Linked DNA regions of Gossypium arboreum: all the other regions are linked to region 1. The links are chromatin contacts, called in public Hi-C maps. All regions are on one chromosome and are shown on one strand. The core of a region is the stretch at or near the end of the contact, and the rest is flanking DNA. Distances in the headings are between cores, read along the strand shown. Region 1 holds the start of LOC108454505 (NADH dehydrogenase [ubiquinone] iron-sulfur protein 1, mitochondrial-like). Region 2 holds the start of LOC108470473. Region 3 overlaps LOC108489294.

What was found. A called contact is a pair of places that touch in the nucleus more often than the background predicts.
Region 2: a contact with region 1 is called in a Hi-C map of leaf, with 2.0 times the contacts expected there. The contact joins the promoter of LOC108470473 here to the promoter of LOC108454505 in region 1. A contact is called at or near these places in 2 of 5 Hi-C or Micro-C datasets (both in leaf).
Region 3: a contact with region 1 is called in a Hi-C map of leaf, with 2.4 times the contacts expected there. The contact joins the enhancer-like site here to the promoter of LOC108454505 in region 1. A contact is called at or near these places in 2 of 5 Hi-C or Micro-C datasets (both in leaf).

The regions. Positions count from the first base shown.
Region 1 is chr7:49,252,481-49,256,264 of ASM2569848v2, reverse strand. LOC108454505 (NADH dehydrogenase [ubiquinone] iron-sulfur protein 1, mitochondrial-like) reads left to right here and starts at 1,619. Exons shown (of 5, transcript XM_017752991.2): 1 at 1,619-2,520; 2 at 3,047-3,293. The coding sequence starts at 2,103.
Region 2 is chr7:48,906,817-48,910,600 of ASM2569848v2, reverse strand. LOC108470473 reads left to right here and starts at 1,790. Exons shown (of 4, transcript XM_053030425.1): 1 at 1,790-2,113; 2 at 2,384-2,516; 3 at 3,538-3,784. The coding sequence starts at 3,556.
Region 3 is chr7:49,571,492-49,575,275 of ASM2569848v2, reverse strand. LOC108489294 reads right to left here. Exons shown (of 16, transcript XM_053030721.1): 13 at 3,377-3,514; 14 at 3,194-3,306; 15 at 2,683-2,766; 16 at 2,401-2,577. The coding sequence ends at 2,561. Among protein-coding and RNA genes, the nearest start is that of LOC128295353, 15 kb to the right of the region's middle. Within about 2 kb of position 1,660, at least 2 of the 2 cell types and tissues checked have an H3K27ac peak or open chromatin away from gene starts, as enhancers often do. A contact at or near this core is called in leaf, where this site is marked.

The DNA of each region.
Region 1 (3,784 bases), core at 370-2,869:
TTTAAAATAAAAGTTAAGGAAAAGGTTTAACTAAATCAACCAGTTATAAGTTAATATTAAAATTTCTAATACAATAACAAAAATTTTAAATTTTAATGGATACCAAAATCTCTAAACAATACCAATATCTCTAGTAGAGATGCCCATATTTATAACAAATACTGAATTTCTAATGCATTACCGATATTTCTAACAAGACACCAAAACCGATATTTCTAATTTAGTATTTTCTATACTAAAATTTCAAACGAGACATTCTTAATAATTTTGGTATCGATTAAAAAAATTTAGTATCGCATCAACTAAGAACATCCCTAAGCTATTTTAGTATGACCTTAGTAATCTTGGTACAGGCTATTGGGTCGCACAGGCAAGGAAATTTTGATGATAAATTTGAAGGGAAACATGTACGAACAAAAATAGTGCATATTGATCCTAACAATAGCATTGCCTTAAATATTTTGGTATTTAATTAGAAATTTTGTATTTTGGTATACAAAATTAAATATAATTTGTTATATATTACTCTATATATATATTGGTATACCATAATATATTGTACTATTGTCTTATATATTTGGGTATATTTAAATAATATTTAAATACAGATTAAATATATTTTATTTTGTTTATTATATATAATTGTTACATCAAATAAAAAATAAATTTGTTAGTATGCATTAAATTTGGTTCATATATTTTATATAAAAATTTGAAAATATACTAAATTATTTGAAGAAATAAAATTTTTATCTGATATTCAAAACTTTTAATGCGGTACCAAGATTCCTAATCAAGTACCAAAATTTTTAATAAAATCTCTTTAAATATTTCGTGTTAGGTTAAAATTTTGGTATTTGATTATAAATTTTAATATACCAAAATACCAAAAAATTATAACAAGATGATGTTAGGGATATCGTATTAGATATTTTGATTAAAAGTATTGGCTTCACATTAAAATTAAAAATATTAGCATCTTATCTTATTATATTTTTGCAATAATTTATCTAAAAATATATTTACTTTTCCTTTTATCAAAATAAAGTCTCGCTTTTAGGGATGTCAATTGGGCGACACAGGTGTGGGGGCATCCTCACCAAGAATTTTCATCCCCATCCCTGCCCAGCGACCCACTACGGGTAAAAAACTCAAAACCATCCTCGCTCACCACCTACGTGGGTCCTTAAATTCACCTAATCCCTGCTATACCCGCCTCGTGACCCACTTCATATAATATATTTATAAGTATCAATTAAATAAATATAAATCAAAATTTTTATAAAAAATGTATGAAATATTTATCCTTTGAACTCTTACTACATATGTGACATTATTTCAACTGTCACTATTTAAAAAAAGTCATCATGACCCTTTAATTGATAAACAAAATATAACTTCAATATTAATTTAAAAATTTTAAAAATAAAGTCCTTTTATAATATTTAAATACAAATAATGTCTCAAATATATCACAAATATTTTTAAATATAACACAATTACAAAAATTAAATAGTAATAAATAAATAAAATACTAATAAAATAATTATTAAATTAAATTTTTATAAATATTTTTTTAATATACTTATTATATTATTCGAGGTAAGTGAAGATGAGACAAACGGGAATGAGGTGAGTATAATATCAAAACCACGACTCTCGATGAGTCTAATATTTATCTTTATCTCTATTTCAGTACCCGCAAAACCTGTACCATCCTAGCCTAATTGGGTGTGAAGTGGGATGGGATCGTGAAACCGCACCGACATCCCTACTTTCTTTAGATGAAAGCTTACTGTAACGTGAATTGAAAAGATTAGGCTAAAATTTCTTCAAATAGGACATCGAAATGAGCTTGGCCCCTTTGTTCCCCAATTCGAGTACTGTAAGCTACGACGACGTTTTGTAAGCCCCTAAACCAGTCCATGAAGACAAAAACGGGTCAACTTGAAGCCCGACTTCTTGTGGGAATCACACGCCAGTGGATGACACACATTCAACCCAACAGTTCCAATCGAATCTCTCGCCAATCGCCACTCCCTTCTCTCACTTCACAGCTCCAACAAAGGAAAGGCTAAGCCTATCTTCGGGCTGCCAGAAAAATGGGTTTAGGCTTATTAGCTTCAAGAACCCTAAAATCGTCAAGAATCCTCCATTCCCAATACTCTAGATTCCGACCCATCGTCACCCAATCCGAGCTCCAATCCCCCGACGCCTCATCGGCAGCAGCAGCAGCACCGCAGCCAGAAACCACTCCTTCTCCACCCAAGAAACCCGTTGGCGGTGCACGGATCCACTTCACGAACCCGGATGATGCCATCGAGGTGTTCGTCGATGGCTTCCCGGTGAAAATCCCCAAGGGCATGACCGTTCTTCAGGCCTGCGAAATTGCTGGTGTTGACATTCCGCGGTTTTGTTATCATAATCGACTTTCAATCGCTGGGAACTGCCGTATGTGCCTCGTCGAGGTTGAAAAATCCCCCAAGCCCGTCGCCTCTTGTGCCATGCCTGCTCTCCCTGGTTAGCGTTTCAATTTAACAATTATTATATTTTGTATTTTGTTTTCTCAATTTTACTAGTGTGTTTGAATTTAATTAGATGAACGGATTTGAATTTCTTTGCAGATTTTTGACGTGTTTCAGGATACTAGTAATTTGGATTTAGGGTTCTCAAATTATTCTATACTATTTTATTCTCTTTAATCTCTGTTATTTAATGTCTTGCTACTAGTTCCATATAGTCTTCATAAAGATACAGAATTATGATCGATTTGATCTTTATAAATTCAGTCATAAATGTTTGTTTTCATCTTCATTTTTGTTTTACATGTTTTAGTAACCATGCATGGAAATGTGTCTAGATTTGTACTTAAAATTTCTTAATATCTAAGTATTTATGTGATTGTAAACAATAATTCTTGTGATAATTTTCTTTCAAGCTTGTCATGCTGTTGCCTTCTTGGATTTTAAACAATTTAACCTTCGGGGGTTTTACTCCTTTTCTTTTTGGTTTGTGTTGTTTAATTATGCTTGGGACTATAACATAGGAATGAAGATTAAGACGGATACACCTTTGGCAAAGAAGGCACGTGAAGGAGTAATGGAATTTCTGCTGATGAACCATCCACTTGATTGTCCAATCTGTGATCAGGGTGGAGAATGTGATCTCCAGGATCAGTCTATGGCATTTGGATCTGATCGTGGTCGTTTTACTGAAATGAAGAGATCTGTTGTTGACAAAAATCTTGGTCCTTTAGTAAAGACTGTCATGACTCGGTGCATTCAGTGTACAAGGTAAAAAATTAACCCCAAATATTCCCACCTCTTTTACTTTCTATTTTTAGATTTCAAGCTGGCTGAAATAGAAGATCTGAAATCCAAACTCCGACAGATGCCTGCATCAGCTTTAAGACTTTATTCAGAGTAACCATATGCATTGATCACCTTTAACTTTAGACATTTGTGGTCAATCATAGGAACCGAGCATGTGTATTCTGTTGATTACCAATTCTGAAGAAAAGATGCTTGATTGTCACAAATACTGCTGATATTGCAAATTAATATGCTGAGCACCATTTGAATCACTTGTCCTACATTTACAATTGTTTATGTTAGATTGTGATCAAGTTGGCCTATACAATTTGCAGTGCAAAATTTTGTTTACCTCATTACCTTAGACTGATGCATCTTCTACATTTACACAACTAGTCAACTTTCTAAAGCTTTCATCACAAAAGTTCCCTTGATAGGGATGTCACCTGTAAATGCTTGATGATGTTGCTTTT
Region 2 (3,784 bases), core at 541-3,040, 350 kb after region 1:
TTTTCACAAATCGATAATTAGACCAATTTAAGATCATAATTCATAATAAATCTTTAACATAAGTCCTTGAGTGGTGAGAATTATAGTTTTTCCCTTTTTTGGTGAAAATGGGAAAATTATAATTTAGTCCCTAAACTTTTTAAAAGTTTCAATTTGGTCCTTTTGTCACATGTCCACTTCTAAATTCTTTTCAAAATTTTCTCATCTTAATTATCAACTTGATTTCATAAGATTCCTTTATCCAACTTATTTTTTTTAAAATTTCTAACCAAAATCACTATATCCGTTACTGAAATAGTGCCAAGTTGAAACTTTTGACATGTTCCAACGATGATAAAAAGGACAAAAATAAGCCCATTTCCAATTTTTTCAACTCAACTCTTTAGAAAAGTGCAACATGTCCATGACCTAGTGTCATAGGTTTAAAACTTTAGTCTAACAAACCACGCAGCCTTAGGCGATTTCTTGGGTTTAAATCCTGCCTAAGTCAACCTACTCTCAACAAAGGAGAATTATTGTAGAAATTCTCTAAGGCACCAAAGCAAAGCAGAAGTAAACTCAAAACAAAGGAGCAATGAGAGAACAAATAAGCCATAGAAAAATAGCGCACACTAAATGTTTGAGTAAATGCTCTCAAAAGTGTTCTATTACTTTGAAGGTTTACAACTAAGTGATTACAAATGAGGGGGAAGTCCTCTATTTATAGTTGAGCTCCCCCAAATTCAACGGTACAGATTGAGTTACATCGACAATCCAAATTAAAGGCTATCTACAATATGAGAGTCCTAAGGGATTTAAACTCTATGCATCTTTATCCTTTAAGATTTACAATAATTACCCTAGTAACTCTAGTTTTACTAGAGTGGTTCACTAGGTCACTAAAGCTTAAAGTAAATGGGTTTCTCCATATGTTCCACAAGTCAGACTAGTTCAAGCGAGTCATAATAACCTTATTTAATCAGTTGCTCTTTATGGGATGTTATGTGCCAAATAGTCATGTGCTTTAATCCATGACCCATGACACTAGAAGAAAGTCCAATAGTTGAAAATCACTTAAGATCAGGCAAGATAACTATTTGTAGGAATCTCAAAGCTTGATTGCCATTCTCATCATTAAAATGACATTAATGGTGAGGGGTTATAGCAACACTTATCACTTTTCTTATCGGGTAGGAAATAAGAAAATATATCCAAACAAGAACTTAAACAATAAGAGCTACTGTTACACCGTTTGTCAAACCGTATTGAGAACAAACAACTTGTGGTATTATCTGCACTTCCACAAGCAAATAAGCTTGAGACCACAGAACAATTTTTAAACCAAGTATGGAGACTCTCTACAACAAGAGAAATAAATGGGTTTAAGGAAGAAAATTAGAAAAAGAGAGAAAGAGAATGAAAAGAAATAAAGAAAAAAGAATAAGGAAAAGAAAAATATAAAAATAATTAAGAAATAAAAATGAATTTAAATTAAAGATATTGGCTAAATTAAAAATATAACCAAAATAGAAAAAAACTAATAACTAATTTCTTATTTTTAATAATTAAAAAATAAAATTACTTAAAATCAAACTTAAAATTTTATAATTATAAGATAATATTGTTAAGTCAAAAATTTATTAATGGTTTTTATCTTTAGAGCACACGACCTAATTTTTATAGAGTCAATTTAATTTTAATTTAATTGATATATATTATTCTCAATGTAAGAATATATAAATTTATTTACGTTAAAATTTATTATCTTTTTATTTATTGATTTAGAAGCGACTATAATTAATTATTTACCTTTGGATGGCTCGTTTCCAACCTTCTAATCGATTCCTCTCACGTACTAGTGCTTCTTCTCCTTTCTTTTCCGAAATTTTGGAAAACCACGCCTGTTTCAAAATACCCAAGTAAGCATCAATTTCTCCCTCTTCATTTTAAGTTTTGATAGTTTATATATTCTGTGTTCACACATCTCCGCCTCCAAACAAACCTGCCGCCACCACTTCGTCCCGGCCTCGTCATTCTCTTCCTCATATTTTATCCTTCTTCTCCTCCTTCTCCAGTCCCTGACCCAAGCCCTCTATTGCCTTCAAGTTTCTGGCAGGTCAGGAAATTAACTGAGGTAAATTTTTGAACTCTAAACATAAGTTGAAGTTTTCTACTTGAGTAATGAGATTTTGAGTTTTCTGGTCTCTGCCTCTGCATTGTTTTTTAATATTTTACTTTCTGTTTTCGATAATACTGCTTGTTACGCTGTGTCGTCTCATACTCTGTCTGTTTAGTGGAAATAGTGGACATAGTGGACCGTTATGGTCTCTATTTTTAGTTACACTGCTATTTGCGGCTGCCATCCGCTGCTATTGATGTGAAATTTGTTCACACTGTTATTGAGATCTTTACGGGGGGAGGGTGCCGCTACTCCGAAATAGCGGTATGACACAGCAGCGCCATTCGAAACTCTGGATTTCTACCACTCCGAATAAAGTATTTTAGCCACTGAAAATCTCATTGACTTGTTTAAAAGAGTAAGTGCTAAACAATTATTACGCTTTCTAGGATATTTCCCAGTGAAATCCTTTCCGGAAAAGATTAAATTTTCTTAAAAAACTGAGGTCTATTCTGAATAAAATAAAATAGAATAAATCTTTTGTTTCCTAATCTCCGTCGAGATTACGCTCTTATTTTGTGAGTTAGTTTTATGCATAGTTGTAATGGCATTTCCGATTATTACTTGTTTTTAGTCCGAGCTTTTTCTCCTTAAATTCCTTCTTTTTTCTTGTTGTAATTTTTTCGTGTCGGTTTTTGTTTATGAATTTCCTTACTATAAAGTTCAGTACTGATATCTCTTGAAGTCTTAGTTATCTCTTGTCTGAAACCTGGCAGTTGTACCTACTTTTTTCTTGGTTCTAATCAATCATTTCTTGTAAGATGTTCTTTTTCTTGGTTGCTTTTGGAGTGGTGATTGTAATTCATATTTTTAGTCTATCTGTTGTCTGTTTGTCACTCTCATCAAGGGAAAAAATGATTCAAATGTGTTGTTGATTCTTCTTAATTTTTATCACGACCAAAGAAGAAGGTATTTTAGTACTTGCTCACTTTATGTTCAATACGCTTATGCTTGCACTCTTTCAGATCCAGCATTTCCCCTTGCTTCTTAAATTGCATCATAACCAAGTCATTCTTATTAGCTTTTCTTCTATTCCTTGTTGTTAACATCTCCGTGTCACCATCAACAGTAATGTTTTCTCTTTTTCTTCCTGTTTTTGATGAACTGGATTCTATAAAGAATCTATAAGCATCTCTATTTCTTTTGTAGAAAGCTTTCAAAAGACCATCTTAACATAAGTAAAAATTCAAGCAAGTCTTGTGATTCTCCTTTTATTGTCTTCTATGGTTTGTTAACTAAGACAAACTATGGTGTTTATCTTATCCCCAAATAAATTTTCAAATAAAGTATGGTATAATTTTCTACTTGTGCCTTTCTGATAATCTAAATATAATTCAATGACAAATACCCCAAGTAATATCTATGTTTATATGAATTAGGCTTTCAAGAAGCCTTCCATGGATCTTCTCCAAACATATGCAGATAAAAGTGATGGTGAAGACCAAAGTCACCAGCCATCTACTTCATCTCCAGACTCTTCACCTCCACGACTCATCCCTTCCAAATCTGCTGCACCCAAGGTTGATGACACAATGCTGGCCTTAACAGTAGCAAAAGCGCATCAATCCCATTCGAAGCCCATTGATCCAAGCCAGCATGTTGTTGTCTTCAATCCCACCTATGACC
Region 3 (3,784 bases), core at 411-2,910, 320 kb before region 1:
TTTTTTTTACTTTTCTTTATTTTTTCAATTTTTTTGTGGGAAATATTTTTTTTCAATTTAATAAACTTCCAAGAAATAGTAAACAAAATTTCAGATCAATTTGAATTCGTTTACCCACTGAAATCAATATTTTTCAAAAAAAAAAATTAAAGGTAAAGACAATTTTTAGAGGCTGTTCAAGCAAAATCGGCCAAAACATTGTATTTAGCATAATGAAACAACTCAAAAACACTCAAATTTGATCAATAAGAAATTCAAGTTGTTTTCTTTATTTAGTTATTATGTTGAATATTTATCCTTATTTTTATTTTTTAAAATTTTCTTTGTTTTTCTTATTTTTCTAAATCTGTTTGTCTTTTTTCTTTTCAAGTGTGATCCAAATATTTCTTTCTCGAGTCGAACAACTTGAATACAATCTTCTTCTGCTTTCTCCTGGATCAACTTACTAAGCTCCTATGAAGCTTAACTTGTTTTCAAATGCGTAGATTGCAGAAAGTGTTTGTGCAAAAAAAAAGGTTGAGCATGGTTTGTCAAATCACAACTCATCAATAAGGTAAGAATTGAGAACCATGGATTTTGTGTCTTTGAATTAGTGTGGCATGTACCTAGGTATCCAGTAAGTAGGAAAGTGATAGATAGTTAGGGAACTGGCACAAAGTTGAGTTTTGTTTAAATGGAGAGGTTTTGAACCTTTGTGGTACATTAGATGGAGATTGAACATGGATGATGTAAAAGTTGAACGTCGACAATGACAATATAAAACGATCGCAAAGCAAAAAGAAAGAAAGATAAGAACACACAGATTTCACGTGGAAACCCTTTCGGGAGAAAAACCATTGATAGTGGAGAAGAAAATTCACTAATGTTAAATTTGAATGATACAAGAGGAGTTTAGACTACATCTATTTATAGGTTGAAAAACCTTATTATAATCAATGTCAAATAGAAGCAATGTAGTAAGGTTGAAACACCTTATTCTAATCAATATCAAACAGAATAAGTGTACTTTTATACAGATTTCACTTGTACAGCTTGTACCGTATCGTGAGGGCACACCCTCGGTTACGACCCCAGTCTAATTTTATACTTAATGGAGATTTGCGGCGGCTATGGCCCTCGACCTTTGCCCCCACAGATCCCCTTATTTTGCCATTATTTTTTTTAACAAGAAGTTGGGTCATACAACTCTAATAGATGAATTGCATGATGTTTACAAAGATAATTAGGAGTATTTTAAGGTCAAAGAATGATTGAGAATGATTGGGATTAATTGGAGTAAGTTATGACACTTTTTGAGGTATTTTTAAGCTTGATTTTAGCTTCCATACACCCAAATTTTGATACTTAGAGGGCTTGTATTGATAAAGCTCAAACATAATGTAAAAATGAATAGTATCAAGGTCAAGGTACCGATAAATTGGGGCATGCGTCAATACCTCTACCTTGTTTTCTTAATTTATGTTGTTTTTTACATCAAGGGGTCTCTGAATGATCTCTGGTTGCAACCAGATTACATATTCAGTTTAGAAATTATTGAAGAAGCCTTAAATAGCTTCAAATGAGTCTAAAAGATGAGTAGAACATGAGTGATGTGTTTGGTACGTAAATGTAGCATTTCTTACATGGTAAGGGGGTGTTACAATCGTCGTAACGGTAGAAGTGGTTGCGAAGGACCAATTCTCAAAAGATTTTGGCATTATCCAATGGTAACTGATTAGTAAACCAAACTGGTGGCATCTTAGAGAAAACACACCGATGAGTTGAAGTTGACTTTTTTAGTTGATTAGTTGTTCCAGAACTTAGTCATTAGATAGGATTTGGGCTAAAACTTGCTATCGACTAACAAGGATCGTAAGTGGTTGGTCTGGATCCAAATATATACGTGGTCAAAGCTAAAATTAAGTTAAATTTTAACATATGTAATAAAGCTTTAAGTTGCCCCTTAATTGCCCAAATCTAGTCTGATCTAGTCTTTTTAGCTAATGCAATGTTTCTTATTCGCTAGGAATGTTGGCAAGTCACACTATGCATAGCTTTTGAGTCGGATAAAAGCTAGAGGTGATTCCTCTACGTGCCACGTGACATTGTTCTTACTAGCATAGCATTTATGTTTTGTACTTTATAAAGCCTAAGCTCATGTGATCTTTGTACCAGTTGGAACTTGAGCTCTTTTGGGCCTTGTTACAGGCCTTAGCCCATTTGGCCTGGATATAACAATAATGAATAATAAAAATTTTCAGTGATTAAAAATATTTCCAAATGAATGCTTTTATATATAAATCTCTCTCTCTCTACATATATATATAAACTAGTTTTTAAATTCTTATCTAAGTTTGTTTTTCCTTTTTCTGACGTAAAAGATTGTAGTAAAAATTTGCAAATGCTTGAACTCAAAATCCATACCCAGTAAATGGTACTTCTTGAAATAATTTCATCACCAAGTTAAGCTTTGAGTAATATTCTTGTTCTTACAATTCTTCAGATTCAGAGTAATTTTATAGTTCTACAATAAAAGCCAATATCAAACTACAATACAGTGCTCCTTGAGCCCTAGGAAGCTTTATCTACATATGGCTTCTGCTCAAAATTTACTTAGTGTAAATAACGAAGTACATAAGACAAAAAAGAAAGGAAAAAGAATCTACATTTTGAAGTAGATGTTGAAGAACATTGTCGCCATACCTTTTCCAGCAGCACTCATCTTTCCATAAAACTTATTCAGACATCGCTTCAGCTTCTCCATCCACAAAACCAGAGTCGTTACCCCTGAAAATGTTAAAATGTTCCAATCATTCAGGTACCTTTTTTTTTATTACCTGACATACCTACATATCAGAACTTATGAGAAGAAAAAACCTTACCTATAGTAAGCCTTAGAAGAATGTATTCTATATTTCCTATCAATCTGGTATATAGGGCCAATGATGTCAAATCTGAACACACGAGGATAAAGTAATCGTATTCCTTAAATTGTAAATTAAAACAAAATATGCGACCACAAAATCAGTTCCTTCCAAGAATACCGACGTTAACTGCTCATGAATATAAAAATCTCTTTCTTACTATACACTCGTAAATGTACAAACACAACAACAGATGCATCCATTAAAAGCTCTCCCTGGCTTGGCCAGATAACAACTGATTTAGAATAAAATTAAAGGAAAAAAAAAAAGGGTTTAGAAGAACTGTTTACCAGAGCATGGATTCGACTTCAGAGAGAGACCAAGTGAGGCATATTTTCCATAGGTTAGCAACCTCACCCATTTTGAAGCACCAAGCTTGCTTACTGTAGATCTCAGTAATTCACTAAAACAGAAAAGACCAAAATGAGATTAGGAGCTATTGAACTCCAAATAGGCTACTGAATTTATCTTACTCTGTCCGCAATATTATGAGAAAGTTGGAAGGAAGAGATTCCATAAACGAAGATATGTCCTCCATCTCTAGAGCCTTTAAATGTTGTTTCATCTTCTTTTGCTCTTCAACCAACATTCCCTTCCCAATGCCAGATTTACTGCCAATCAGATTACAGAAGGGATAATTAGATTGGTATCATAATTGTTATAATATAATAGTCAGTAAACTGAACCTTCAATCTATCCAGTCAACACCTCTCCCAAAACAAAAAACACAGAAGGAAAAATGGAAGATGCCTCACCATATCAGGGGGATAGGAACCTACAGAAAGATTTATGCTTCTAGTTATCATTTAAATGAATACTACTAAACATGTGTTTGGAAAGCCACCTGTAATTGAATTTGAGTGCAATTGTGTATAATTATA